Regions from separate parts of the Mus musculus genome. Here regions 2, 3 and 4 are each linked to region 1. Evidence: chromatin contacts called from public promoter capture Hi-C data. All regions are on one chromosome and are shown on one strand. The core of a region is the stretch at or near the end of the contact, and the rest is flanking DNA. Distances in the headings are between cores, read along the strand shown. Region 1 overlaps Pabpc4 (poly(A) binding protein, cytoplasmic 4). Region 2 overlaps Macf1 (microtubule-actin crosslinking factor 1). Region 3 overlaps Macf1 (microtubule-actin crosslinking factor 1). Region 4 overlaps Macf1 (microtubule-actin crosslinking factor 1).

The links. Capture Hi-C pulls out chosen DNA fragments and counts their contacts.
Region 2: a contact with region 1 is called in a promoter capture Hi-C map of adipose tissue. The contact joins two enhancer-like sites. A contact is called at or near these places in 6 of 39 promoter capture datasets (the C10 cell line, cranial neural crest, liver and 2 more), 1 of 15 datasets of contacts at CTCF or cohesin (the NIH/3T3 cell line), 9 of 484 Hi-C or Micro-C datasets (Th1 cells, Th2 cells, cortical neurons and 5 more), 4 of 115 datasets of contacts at active chromatin or transcription factors (embryonic stem cells and trophoblast stem cells) and 4 of 9 other capture datasets (adipose tissue, embryonic stem cells, liver and 1 more).
Region 3: a contact with region 1 is called in a promoter capture Hi-C map of adipose tissue. The contact joins two enhancer-like sites. A contact is called at or near these places in 9 of 39 promoter capture datasets (the 3T3-L1 cell line, the C10 cell line, cranial neural crest and 5 more), 14 of 484 Hi-C or Micro-C datasets (the C10 cell line, CD8 T cells, the STO cell line and 9 more), 7 of 115 datasets of contacts at active chromatin or transcription factors (T-cell acute lymphoblastic leukemia, astrocytes, embryonic stem cells and 1 more) and 4 of 9 other capture datasets (adipose tissue, embryonic stem cells, liver and 1 more).
Region 4: a contact with region 1 is called in a promoter capture Hi-C map of adipose tissue. The contact joins two enhancer-like sites. A contact is called at or near these places in 8 of 39 promoter capture datasets (the C10 cell line, the HPC-7 cell line, cranial neural crest and 5 more), 6 of 484 Hi-C or Micro-C datasets (the C10 cell line, CD8 T cells, Th1 cells and 3 more), 6 of 115 datasets of contacts at active chromatin or transcription factors (T-cell acute lymphoblastic leukemia, astrocytes, embryonic stem cells and 2 more) and 4 of 9 other capture datasets (adipose tissue, embryonic stem cells, liver and 1 more).

Annotation. Positions count from the first base shown.
Region 1 is chr4:123,297,611-123,300,878 of GRCm38.p6, forward strand. It overlaps Pabpc4 (poly(A) binding protein, cytoplasmic 4), which reads left to right. Exons shown (of 15, transcript NM_130881.3): 13 at 69-162; 14 at 251-483; 15 at 903-1,315. The coding sequence ends at 471. Among named protein-coding and RNA genes, the nearest start is that of Gm22154, 6.1 kb to the left of the region's middle. Within about 2 kb of position 1,586, at least 22 of the 459 cell types and tissues checked have an H3K27ac peak or open chromatin away from gene starts, as enhancers often do. A contact at or near this core is called in the STO cell line and adipose tissue, where this site is marked.
Region 2 is chr4:123,477,755-123,481,022 of GRCm38.p6, forward strand. Macf1 (microtubule-actin crosslinking factor 1) reads right to left here. Exons shown (of 98, transcript NM_001199136.1): 35 at 2,433-2,568. Among named protein-coding and RNA genes, the nearest start is that of D830031N03Rik, 67 kb to the left of the region's middle. Within about 2 kb of position 1,492, at least 23 of the 459 cell types and tissues checked have an H3K27ac peak or open chromatin away from gene starts, as enhancers often do. A contact at or near this core is called in adipose tissue, where this site is marked.
Region 3 is chr4:123,453,906-123,457,173 of GRCm38.p6, forward strand. It overlaps Macf1 (microtubule-actin crosslinking factor 1), which reads right to left. Exons shown (of 98, transcript NM_001199136.1): 44 at 2,326-2,844; 45 at 1,453-1,629; 46 at 1,089-1,212. Among named protein-coding and RNA genes, the nearest start is that of D830031N03Rik, 44 kb to the left of the region's middle. Within about 2 kb of position 1,541, at least 11 of the 459 cell types and tissues checked have an H3K27ac peak or open chromatin away from gene starts, as enhancers often do. A contact at or near this core is called in the STO cell line, where this site is marked.
Region 4 is chr4:123,437,164-123,440,431 of GRCm38.p6, forward strand. It overlaps Macf1 (microtubule-actin crosslinking factor 1), which reads right to left. Exons shown (of 98, transcript NM_001199136.1): 54 at 2,278-2,407; 55 at 1,304-1,503. Among named protein-coding and RNA genes, the nearest start is that of D830031N03Rik, 27 kb to the left of the region's middle. Within about 2 kb of position 1,473, at least 6 of the 459 cell types and tissues checked have an H3K27ac peak or open chromatin away from gene starts, as enhancers often do. A contact at or near this core is called in adipose tissue, where this site is marked.

The DNA of each region.
Region 1 (3,268 bases), core at 336-2,835:
GACTGCGGCTGCCTCCTTTTTCACATGGTCTCCTTAGTACTAACCCTACTGCCTATGCTGGTTCACAGGCCCCCCAGCCTGCAGTCCACGTCCAGGGTCAGGAGCCCCTGACTGCCTCCATGCTTGCTGCAGCGCCCCCCCAGGAGCAGAAGCAGATGCTGGGTAAGTTCGCCTGCTTGCAGAAGAGAGCCCGGATGCCAGTGCTCACTGGGCTTAGGCGCTGTGGTGACCGCAACCGTTCCGCCCATAGGGGAGCGTCTGTTCCCGCTTATCCAAACAATGCATTCAAACCTGGCTGGGAAAATCACCGGGATGCTGCTGGAAATCGACAACTCTGAGCTGCTGCACATGCTGGAGTCCCCCGAGTCCCTCCGCTCCAAGGTAGATGAAGCGGTGGCAGTCCTGCAGGCTCACCATGCCAAGAAAGAAGCTGCCCAGAAGGTGGGCACTGTTGCTGCTGCTACCTCTTAGACAAGAAAAAAAGTATGTTGACAGTTCGTGTTTTCTGCCCCCTTTGGTTTTTCAGATAGGGCCTTACCATATGTTCCAGGCTGTTGGGGGTGAGGGGGTATATATATAATAAAACAGGATCTGCAATCCCAGCTGCCCATGTGGGCCAGGGACCTTTCTAGCTTGGCCTGAGGTTGTGTCCACTGCCTAGCTGTGAGTGCAGTGTGCAGAGAGGGGTGTTGGTATTTATTACAGTCTTGTTGAAGAGATCACTGTAGTGATGTCTGAGCTGTGGCCCCTGCAAGGTTTAGGAGAGAGTGAACTGGGACTCTTGATAGGGGAAAGGAGAAGGCGATGAGTTGCAGCCGGCTGGGAGCAGCTGGTGCTGACGAGCAGAGAGGTCTCTTTAACAAACAGGCTTGCTTATTTGTGTTGGCACTTCTCTTTTCTAGGAGTCGAAAGCCAAATAACCCCTCATGGCATCCAGCTAAGGTCTGAAGACATCCTAGTTTGTCTGTGGACCTCCACACCAAGAACCAAGTTGCAAATTCAATAGGTCATTTTGTATCAGAAGGTCAATTATGAAGCACCTATAAGTTTTTCAATTATAAGAATATATTCTCTGGGTTCTGTTGTGACCCAGATGATAACTTTTTTTTTTCTATTATGGGTTCTGGTTTTTTTTTTCCCTCATCCCAGAAATTGGTTTTGATGTACCCAAGACTTAAGTTTCTCAAATAAAGGAAATAAAATCTCCATAAATATGGCTGAATTTGATGCCAGTTTTATGTTACAATCTTGGGCTTTTGCTAGAACTGTTGGGCTCTGCATATATTAAATAAATTTACTTTCCCTTTTGGTTTTTTGAGACAGGGTTTCTCTGTGTAGCCTTGGCTGTCCTGGAACTACTCATTCTGTAGACCAGGCTGGCCTCGAACTCAGAAATCTGCCTGCCTCTGCCTCCCAAGTGCTGGGATTAAAGGCGTGCTCCACCACGCCCGGCTACTTTTCTTTATTTTTAGGATGTAATTGGGCTAGCAAGCATGTGGTAATTTAAATGGGTTGGGGTGGAGCTTGCCTGGCATGTACCAAGCCCCTGGGCTCCTGGCCAGCATCTGTGATCCCAGCTGGAGTCAGAATGACCAGGAATTACAGGGCAGTAATGCCCAGTGAGTTTGGAGCCAACCCAACCCAAGCATGAAAAGAGTGAACTGTGAATTGAGTTGTCCTAGAATGCGCTCTGCATACCATGGCAGAATCTTTATACTTGAATGTAGAATGCTAACACCAGGAAAGTCCAGGATCTGTGGGGTCGCTGCAAACCCTAGGGACAGGGTAGGATTTGCTAGCCCATTGGCCAAAGCCTCCGTCCTCTTCACTGGAGTAAAGTTCGGTTGCCTCCTGCTTACGTCAGCGTGCAGTTGGCCAGTTTCTGCAGCAAGGCTTCTGCTCTGGGGAAATGCTCAGGAGTCCCATGATATCAGAGTCCCAAGTGCTGGCCACGGTCAGCTGCCTTCCTATCTTCCAGCCAAGCCTGCCTTAGGGCTATGGGTAGTTTCCCATAAGAATTGGTCTCCTTTTAAGTAACAGGTCCAAAAGCCCAAACTGTAAGGTTTTGGGGGTTTTTAAAAAGTGTCCATGTAGCCAGGCATGGTGGCACAAGCCTTTAAATCCCAGCACTCGGGAGGCAGAGGCAGGCAGATTTCTGAGTTCAAGGCCAGCCTGGTCTACAAAGTGAGTTGCAGGACAGCCAGAGCTATATAGAGAAACCCTGTCTCGGAAAAAAGTGTCCATGTGGATACTCTTGGGTCCAAAGACTGCAGGAGCTGGAATTAGAGGCAATTGAGGATTCTGACTCTGATCTCTGGAGAAACAATCTGCTCCTGAGTTTCTAGCCAGTCTTAATATTTCTGGACACATTGAGGCTTAAAACCATCTTAACTCCAGGGGTTCTCAGACCTCTGCCCCTCCTTGGGCACCTTCACTTGTGAACGTACACAGCTACAGTTATATCTTAAAGATGGGGGTTGATAGAGGAAAATCACCTGATCTTTGACCTCTGTCACTCAGAGACCACACAAGTGATCGGTAGGCTACAGGCTTGGCAGGGATGTGGCGGGTGGGGGTGCTTTTAAAAGGTTATCAGAAGGGGCTGGCGAGATGGCTCACTGACTGCTCTTCAGAAGGTCCTGAGCTCAAATCCCAGCAGCCACGTGGTGGCTCACAACCATCTGTAATGAGATCTGACGCCCTCTTCTGGTGCATCTGAAGTCAGCTACAGTGTACTTATGTATAATAAATCTTTGGGCTGGAGTGAGCAGGGACTGAGCAAGCAGGTTTGACCAGAGCAAGCAGAGGTCCTAAAAATTCAATTCCCAACCACCACATGAAGGCTCATAGCTATCTGTACAGCTGCTGTGTACTCAACATAAAATCTTTTTTTAAAAAAAGGTCATCAGAGGTTTGGTTGCATTTCTGCAAAGTAGGTTTTACTGAGCAAAAAGATTGCAGTGTTGTAGGACTGTCCTCTTGGAGCCTGCAGGGGAGGCTGTTTCTTCCCCAGCTTCTAAGGCTTATGTCATTTGCATGTGGCCCCTTAGTCTTTAAACCTGGCAGTGGGCAGGTGAGTCTCCCTGAGCCTGCCTGAGTTTGGTTGTGTTCAGTTTGCCCCAGCTCTGCATTTGGGTACTGTGCAGTACTGTACAGTGCAGTTGAGTCACTGTGACTCCCGGAAGCTTAGGACTGAGATCTGTCTTCGGGCCTTGTAGCAGCTGGTCTAACTACTGAGTTTCCCCCAGAGAACACTCGAATACTCTGA
Region 2 (3,268 bases), core at 242-2,741, 180 kb after region 1:
TATAAACTATGTGGAGCAGGCTGGCCTCAAATTGCCCGGCAGCAGACTCCTGCCTCTGCCTCCAGAGTGATGCGACTAAGGGCAGACACCACTATGCCCTTCAGTCATTATCTCTCTAATAAGGGCAGTATTATTTTGGATTTTTAAAAATTCATAACTTAAAAAAACCCAAAAACTTCATAACTTACTCTTCATGATCTAGACTTAACTGTCAACCAGTTCCCTGTCTACTAACAAGTACACTTTGTTTCTATTCTCATTCAGAGGGAAACTATATTGAAAGAATAGTTTTTCTCTGTGTGTATAGGAACAGTATCTGCAATACAATGACCAGTAAATGAATAAATAGATAACATATAAGAACACCTTTAACACTATTAGGCCATAGCTTCAACTTTAAAGACTGAACAAGGATTTCAAGCATGAGGACTGTATATAAGAATGAAGATTGGATAGCAAAGAGGGACTTGGCTCATTTCTCCATTTCATTGTATATGCTCAATTAATGGCATAATTCTCCATGCTACAAAGTATATTATTTGCCATTCTCTTCCATCTTTAATTTCTGTATTACAGGGTTCAATTTATATAAATGAAACACACATACCATACAGATCTACTATGTGTCTATTTTATAGAGATTGAAAAAATTGATCATTGGTGTATGATTGTTTACAAATATATAAGCTGGGTACGTGGGATCTCTAAATTCAAGGCCATTCTGGTTTATAGACCAAGTTCCAGGGCCTACCTCAAAAAACCAAAAAGAAAAAAGAAAGAAAGAAAGAAAGAAAGAAAGAAAGAAAGAAAGAAAGAAAGAAAGAAAGAAAGAAATCCATATAAAGCCTGTTATAACAAAAGGGAAGACTATTGTAATTTCTTCTGTAAGAGTTATAATTGCAAAAATGCTGACATTGGGGCGGGGGGGGGGGGGGAAGCCTGGAATTGAGCCAAAGAGAAAAGCCTTCAGAATTCCTTCTAACACCCTCATAACTGAAGGCTAGACAGGCAGCACTGCACTGGGACGTAATCCAGAGAAATCCAGTCTACCAAACATGGACATTGTGACCTAGATGAGCAGTAAAAGACAGGGAGAAAAGGAAAGAAAATAAAAGGCGTCTACTTACCCACACTGCAGAGCACGCCTCAGGCAGATAGGAAATAGAGCCTTATGGAGCAGCTCAGCCGTATCACATACACAGTGTAAGCTTGGTGTTAGCGTCCAGCATGCGACTGTTTGTTTTTTTTGCAAAAAAGAACCCCAAACAGGTCGTCCTCTTTTCCCTTTGTGCATTTGTGCTTAAACTCCAAAGGGTTAGTGAAACTTGTAAGCAAGGATGTCAGTTAATCAGAACAATACTTTACATGAAACACACACAGTACAGGGACACATCATGCTCAATGTAGTGGTGCTCAGCAGCTTGTCCTGTCCTTCTCTTCCCCCTCCCATCCCTCTTTAACTTTTCAAAATGAGAACTGGATGTTCTCAGCAAGCAATTGTTAAAACTTTCACATACTCCCTTATATGGTGAAGCAACAGCCACTAGAGTGGGCTGCTTTACACTGAAAATTCCTCACCAGCACACATTTCCTGGAAATGTATTATCAAAGCAGGACTGCTTCTATCCTGTAGACTTTATGAACTTATAATTTATATCCATTTTTCAGAATCAAGTATATTTTGTTTTGAATAGTCATTTTTTGAATCATATAGACCAAATATGATTTACCATGTTAGCTGTCTCCACATAAACTGGCCATTGCTTCACAACATAGGAAATAAGCAGGCAAACACACTGTATATCCCAGAGACACATGTATATAACTTGGTTAAATGCACACACACACACAAATATCCAGAAACAACTTAAGACAATCGACAGCAACTATAATGACTTCCATGTGGTACAAAAGTGAAGGTGAGGTGAGAACTGGTAATGTGCTATGTGACAGGATGGCCATGGATGGTGAGGGGAACCAGCGTCTCAGTCAGTGAAGTTCACTCTCCCTGGTCACGCTACAGAAGGAAGAGGGTTATAAGCATGTTCTTGCCAATATCCACAACCCTTGGCTATCAACTCTTGGGTGACAATGTCTCAAAGGAGTAAAATCTTAGTGACCTGTGATCAGATACAAATACAGAATTTAAATTCTCATTAACTGTTTTCCAATATGCAATGGTAAAATGTGGGTGGAGGTGGGAGTGGACCAGAAACAGAGGGTTTGCTATAAATGCCCTCTGATATTTTTGACTGACCAACACATCATGGAACCCCAGTAAAGAAACACATGACAAATGGCTGCTAAGGTGAGGTTAAATATTAAGTCACATTGGTCATGGCAAGCTAGTGAACATGACTCTCAATCAGCAAAGCCACTTTCATACCACTTAAAAGGCTTCCATAATATATGGAGCCAAAAAGTAAAAATACCTTTTGTTCCGTCTGCTGAGCCAACTCGCTTTGGAGCTGCTGGAGTTGGTTTGCAGAACCATCACAAAGGTCATGGTAAGTCTTGTTCAGCACACGCAACTGCTCAGAGATCTGTTCCTTCTCTCCTTCTGAAAGCCTGAAGGACGAAGCATTAGATTTCTCTCAAGGCAAGAACTCTCCAAACTATATTCAAAACTGCTCTATTGTTGCCATGAATGGATTATCTGAATACATCCAGTCTCTTATACTGAACTTTGGCATCTCACACATATTCCATGATTCTTAGTGATGTCAATGCTATATAACGCTATGCTCATAGTGCTGCAACTATAATCAAAATGACCTCCTTGCTTTCTTAGCCTTACTCATATACCACAAATTTGGATGCTGAAATAATATAAATTCATTGTTCAGTTAAATTATTAGATCTAAAAATGCATGATATAGTTTTATTTTATATGTCTTTACTCCTTCCACAGATATTCTCATTTTAAACAAATTATAAATCTCACTTAGCTATCACCTACCTAGTCATCTTTAACTTATTTTAAAGCCTTTGTATGTGGATGTATTTGGTGAGCACATTGTTCATCACACCCCTTTTCCCTTGTCTCCTCTCCCAATCTTAGCCATTTTTGTTTGGTTTGGGTTGTTTTTAAGAGATCAGGTCTTTATGTAGCCCAGGCTGGGTGAGCTTCAGCTGGTGACCCTTCTGGGTTAGCTTCCTATGATGGGATTACCATCGTGCAATGCTTACTTAACTCCAAGTTTTACTATTCAACCACCTTTGCTTTAGGCTGGAAACAGATACTGTCACCTAATATCACCATGGGTTT
Region 3 (3,268 bases), core at 291-2,790, 160 kb after region 1:
TGTGGTTCAAGATGTGAACTCTCAGCTGTTCCTGGCAGCATGCCTTTGCTCTGCCAACATCAACTCTATCCTTCTAGAATAGCAGGCCAAAGTTAAATATTTTCCTTTATAAGTTGCCTTGGTCATAGTTTTTTATCACGGTAGGTAACTAAGACACAGGGTTACTAGTTAGGATTTAACAAAGGCCATAAGCTCTCCAGCCTGTCTCCTTCCCTCTCCCACCCACCTGTTGTAAGTAAATCTGATAAGTTTTTTTTGGTATGCAAATTATATTTAAGATACACACATATTATAGAATGACTATATCATGTTAGTAACATAGCTAGCTCACATACTTAGCACTTTTCAAGCTGAGAACTTTAGTAATTTTCAAATACATAATGTACTGACTAAAGCCTCTGATGTACCACTGATGAAATCTTGAAAGATAAATAGGATTTCATCATTCATGGAGAATACAATGAAATAAATGTCAGTTAAGAAACAGGAGAAATATCAAAGGCAGTAAAACTCGGGAATAGCAAGTTTCCTTATAAAGTGAAAGAAACAGAGTTCAATGACAGCAGGTACTGAAAGGGTTAAAGCCATAGAGTGAAAGCCATGGAAAGTGTAGTAACAGAATTCACTGGAAAGTGAGCTATTTCATGACATCTTATACATGTATGTTGCGTGTAGCTTTTGCTACCCTGCCTTGTGTTCTTGGTGGGTCACATGCTTGCACCTGCCTAGGAGTTATGCTGGATCTGTGGATTGAAGAAACACACGCATACGGACGCACTCACAGGACAGTTATTCTCAAAATGCCTTGGCTAACAACAACTGGGCATACCTAATTTGTCCCCTGCTACACCAGCCATTAGCCAACATCTTTATTGATGGATCAAGAACCAACTCGGGAAGAGGACCTTCAGCATCAGTACGTGCAGATTCCGGATTATATCAAAGTATCAGAATCGCCCCCTACAAATGTATGTCCCCTGCCCTGAGCTTAGCGCTCTGGATATCTAACTGTTCATACAGTTTGCTACATACTACAAAAAAAAAGATCACACTACTCCTAAGGGGAGGAGTACTGTGCTGCTTCGTACCTGTAGTTTCTTGAATAGGCCTACAGTCCAGGGCTGGCTCTCCTTCAATGTCCAGTAGGTCATGAGCTGCTTTTTGAAGCTTTTCTACAGGTACTTGGTGTTCAGCCAATTCTTCCTGTAACTGCTGCTTGCCCAAAACAACAGCAAAAAACAAAACAAAACAAACAATCAAAAAAAAAAAACCCAAAAACAAAACAAAGAATTTATGAATCTGGTCTTGCCTAAGACATTTCCAACTAATGTATTTTTAGTAGTATTTACTTTTATCAGTTCCCTCTAAGCCATGAAATATAAGATCTTGACACACACACACACACACACACACACACACACACACACACACACACGGTCTGAATCTGCCTACCTTTGTTGTTGCAAGCTGCTGTTGCAGGACTCCGGGGTCAGAGGCAACTGTGTCTGAGAGAAGCTTCCCCACGCTGGCCTCACAAGTCAACACCCAGGCCTGCAGGCTGTCAGCGCTGCTCTGGAATTGCTGATACTGGCCTAGCAACATGCTCAGATGAGAGCCCAATCGTATACACTAAGCCAAAGAAATAAAAATGTCAAAGGCAGCAGCTTCTAGAATAGAGTCCAAAGAAAGAGCCTTTCCTAGGTACAGAGAACTGACTGCAACTTTACACAATGATTTAACTGTCTACAAGCAGGATCACCAGTATTTGTACTGTATACTTCATCTCACTCATCCCCAGGAAGACTTAATGATTTGGATGACACACCACCAGAGAAATACACAGCAGACTACAGGCAAAAGTAAGGACTTAAAAGTGGAAAAATGTTCCTTTTGGGAGATTAGATGTTGACAGAAAGATTAAGTGTGGTGTGTAATTCTAAACTTTAGGAGAAATTTTGTTTGTTTTTTGGATTTTCAGGAAGAAATTGTCTAAGAACAAATTGTCTATGAAAAAAGACTGAAGTTGGCTTAAATTTTGCTGTGCTATATCTCTTATAAGTCCAAGATATTGGCAGATGAGCACTTCTATCTCCACCAATGATGTGACACATATTCCCAACATTAACAGGACTAGGTGTTAGACCATGGACCCACAGAGTCTGAATTTCTATTTATAGCTGATGAAACCCATTTTCCTTTGGTTCACATACACTGTCTTATGACTCATATTTTGAGCCTTAGAAATTACCCACGGCTGTTTGAGGACAGCCATAGTTGTTTCCCTGGAGGTTGATTGGAGGGGGTGGGGATGGGGGTCTTTCTTACCTTAGAGTGGAGAGTGGTGTATCTTTCTGTTGCATCCTTCAGTTTTTCATTCACTAAGTTTCTGGTAGCTGATGGCTCTTGGCCTTCCTCAAAATTGTTTTCTGTTTCTAAGACTTTCTGCCCTGAGATAGTCACAAATCTCAAGTCTCCTTTGTGGGAAATGACATCCTCAGAGAAGCTTCCTTGCCGCTTTAGCAAGGAGTTCAGAGCTTCAGGACTGCTGCCTCCCTTATGCATACTATCCAGCTCATTCTCAGATTGTTGTAGCCAGTTTTCAAATTCCTTGTGGTCTTGCAGGAACTTCTGCAGTTCATCTCGTAGAGCCTGCGTCTGCTTCAGCTCTGCCTCTGACCGGGCAAGGGAGGCTGCATATTGCTCCTTAAGCTCACCCAGCTTCTCCTGAAGCTTCTGTCGCTCCTCAGGTGTGAGATTGTGACTGTGTTGGTCCAGGAAGGACTGAACTGACTGGGTGGCCACAATGAAATTCTGCTGCTGAGACAGCAATTCTTGGTGACGAGCCTGGTAGTAAACAACCCCAAAGACCATTAATAGGAAAATGTGAACAATTTGGTTATATTACAACTAGAGGTAGATATGCTGGAGGTAGAGTGGACAAGGAACCATAGTAAAAATATGGATTTAATATGGAAGGTAAAAGAAATTCATGGACACAACTTCTTAGAAATAAGATGAGTTAATATGGGACAGTGATGTATGTAATATATATATATATATCTATATCTATCTATCTACCTATCTCTCTCTCTCTCTCTCTCTCTCTCTCTCTCTCTATATATATATATATATATATATATATATATATATATATATACACATACATACATACACACACACACACACACACACACACACACACACACACACACACACACATATATATACACACACACATATATTGATGTCAACTGAAGATAAATACATA
Region 4 (3,268 bases), core at 223-2,722, 140 kb after region 1:
CTTGGGCAACATAGTAAACTCAAGGTCAACCTATGCTACAGAGTGAGACCCTGTCTCAACAAAATAAGTTCTTTTTTTTTAATGTCTTTAATTTAAAATGATTTATTTACTTATTTATTTATTTATTTATTTATTTATTTATTTATTGTATATAAGTACACCATTGCTCTCTTCAGACACATCAGATCTCATTACAGATGGTTGTGAGCCACCATGTGGTTGCTGGGAATTGAACTCAGGACCTCTGAAAGAGCAGTCAGTGCTTTTAACCACTGAGCCATCTCTCCACCCCCAAAACAAGTTCTTATTCCCTAATGGACGTCTGCTGTGGTTTTACAGAATCTACCCAATGATTACAGATTGAATCTGGTACTTAAAGTGGTGGTTTTAGCATTATTTAAAAATTAAATAATGAATATATATTAAAATTACTGACTTGATAGAATATCAGTAAATATCAATAAATAAATACAAGACAGCTCTGTAAGATTCTCAATAATTTGGGGGCCCGAAGTGGTTAAGATTCTCAGTAATTTTTAAGAGAAAAACAAAAACCAACCAACCAAACAAACAAAACAACCAAGGGTCTAGAGAGATGGTTCAATGGTTAAGAGCACTGATTGTTTTGCCAGAGGTCCTGAGTTCATTTCCCAGAAGCCACATGGTGGCTTACAACCTGTAACTACAGTTTCAGGGAATCTGATGTCCTCTTAGGGACTCCACAGACACTAGGCACACATATGGACAGACAGGAACGTACCAAAACATCCTTACACATAAGACAAAATTAAACAAACAAACATGGACAAACAATGGATTAGAGCAGTATTTGTAGGTAGATTAGGACACATGTAAGGCTGAAAGAAAAAGCTCCTTCAAATACTGTTCTTAGACCTGATCTTGGAGAACAAGGCAGAAGGGAGCAAGTAACAGGTATAGAGAAAGGGGCAGAGCAGAGCAAAGGCTCTAGGCAAGCTTGCACAGGAAATGACTTCTCTGCTTAATCAGCTGCAGACAGATACAAATATATTAAGTAATGTGCACACGTACTACTGAGAATTAAAAGTAAGGTATGAATTTAATTTACTCAGGAAACGTCCCCCATTTTTAAATTCATTGAGCTTACTGCCTGTTAATGATATTATTAAGAGTTCTGTTCTGTTTATTACTTGATGAACATCTTGATAAAATCTCACAAATACAATCTTATTAAACTGAGAAAAGTGAAATAATCAAATCTACATGCTGAGAGTAGCATTGAAACCCAGATTACTTTGCTCAGGCATTAATCAACTTTGCTCACCTGGACCTGCTGCTTCTGGGCATTCAACATGTTGGGGTCAATAGACAAGGGACCAAGAACTCCCATCATCAGCTCCTTCTCCATCAGCCAGGGGCGGAGTTGGGACTCTGCAGCCTGGAAGCAGGCCAGGTGGCTTGCAGATTCCTCTAGCTGCTTTTGGCGAGCCACAGTAACCTCGGTGGCCTTTTCCCATCGGGAATCTGTTGAGAGGAAATGAGAGAATGCATTTGGCTTGGTCCCTAAGCTGTACTCCTTATATTCTACAGGAAACGACACATGAGCCATTATTTAACATTTTTAAAAATTAAAAATAACTTAAAAACATTTAAAAACTAAAGTAATACAAATAGTTCTATATGTTCATTAGACTGGTAGTGACAAGAAGCTGCAGGTGATGAAACTGTGGAAGCTCCCCTCCTCCCCCACACCCCTTTTGCCTTGCACTCACAGAGATCCACCCACTACTCCCTCCTGAGTGCTGGGATTCAAGGAATGGGTCATTACTTCCCACTTTCATTTTTATCCCCAATACTCCGTTAGCTTCTGATCAGAGTAGACTATCAGTTTGACTTGTCCTAGAAAGCCAGATTGCTCTTGACTTGAATTTCTAAAATCTCCCCTGTTCAGGTCATTATCTGGTCCTAGACAGACAGGCCTTTTGCTTCCTTAAAAAAGTTAATTGAAAATAATTCCAGCTTTTTAGGGTGTACTAACATTTCCAATTTGCTTTGGAGATAAGATTTTTTAAAAAAACCTAATTTATGTATTTTAATTGTATGTGCATTGCTGTTTTGCCTGCATGTGTGTCTTATACCCTAGAACTGTAGATACAGACAGTTGTGAGCCACCATGTGGGTGCTGGGAATTAGAACTCAGGTTCTCTTGGATAGCAGCCAGTGATCTTAACTGCTGAGCCATCTTTCTGGCCCTGAAACTGGATCTTTTAAGAATAAAACATCTCTGTGATGACTTACTGAGGTCCTCTTGCATTTTCTTCCAGTTTTCTGCTTCTTGTGAGTTGGGATAGGTCTTCAGTAATCCAGCCAGGGCTTCCTTTACTTTCTGAATTTTAGGGGAATTCTGTTCCAATTCAGCCAGAAAAGCCTAGGGGAAAGTACAACATGCATGCCATGTCACAGCTGTATGTGGTAGAAGTTTGTGAGACTGACTGAGCAGGAGATCTCAGATGCTCCACGGCTTGTTCCACAAACTTAATGCATTTAAGTTCTTTGCTTTAGAATTGACTTTAAAATGAAAATGGTGGGATCTGAGCTCTTTTGAGTACAGCACATCAGTGAATCCCAACTGAGTAGAGACCATCACCTCTTACTAATCAGAAGAGCCAAGATAAGATGATGGCAGCATTTTGGAAGTTGGAGAGCTGACATGCCATGATCAACTGGGACATTAAAAAATTTGATGAAAATTTCAGAGAAGAAAATTTCTATGTTCTTATATTTTCTGACAATTTATCTAGTCTACATTTAACTTTTAACACTAAAATTTTTATGAGTGTCTGCTGTTTTTGTGTGCACCACATGAGTGCCTGGTGCTGGAGGAAGCCTTCTGAGGGCGTTGGATCCCATGGAGCCAGTATTCTAGATGGCATGGGTAACTGAACCTTGGTCTTCTGCATGAACATCAAGTGCTCTTAACTGTTAAGGCTTCTCTCCTGCACCATACATTTCCAACTCAAGAATAAATACCTATCCACAATTTTTAGGTTCCCCTAAGAGTTGCAAAAATGCCTGGACAAGAAAAGCTTAGCTATCTAGTTGTATCACGTGGAAAATAAGACTCAATTCTCAATGAGCTAATAATGTGGGAAAGGAGGGAGCTAGCCTCTTTTTGAAAACATGCCCCCTCCCCCAAATCTGAATCATAACCATTTCTTATTTTATAAGTAACAAGAATTGTCACGGAGACTGGAATGAGGTATGTTAAAATTTTGGAGGGCAAACATAC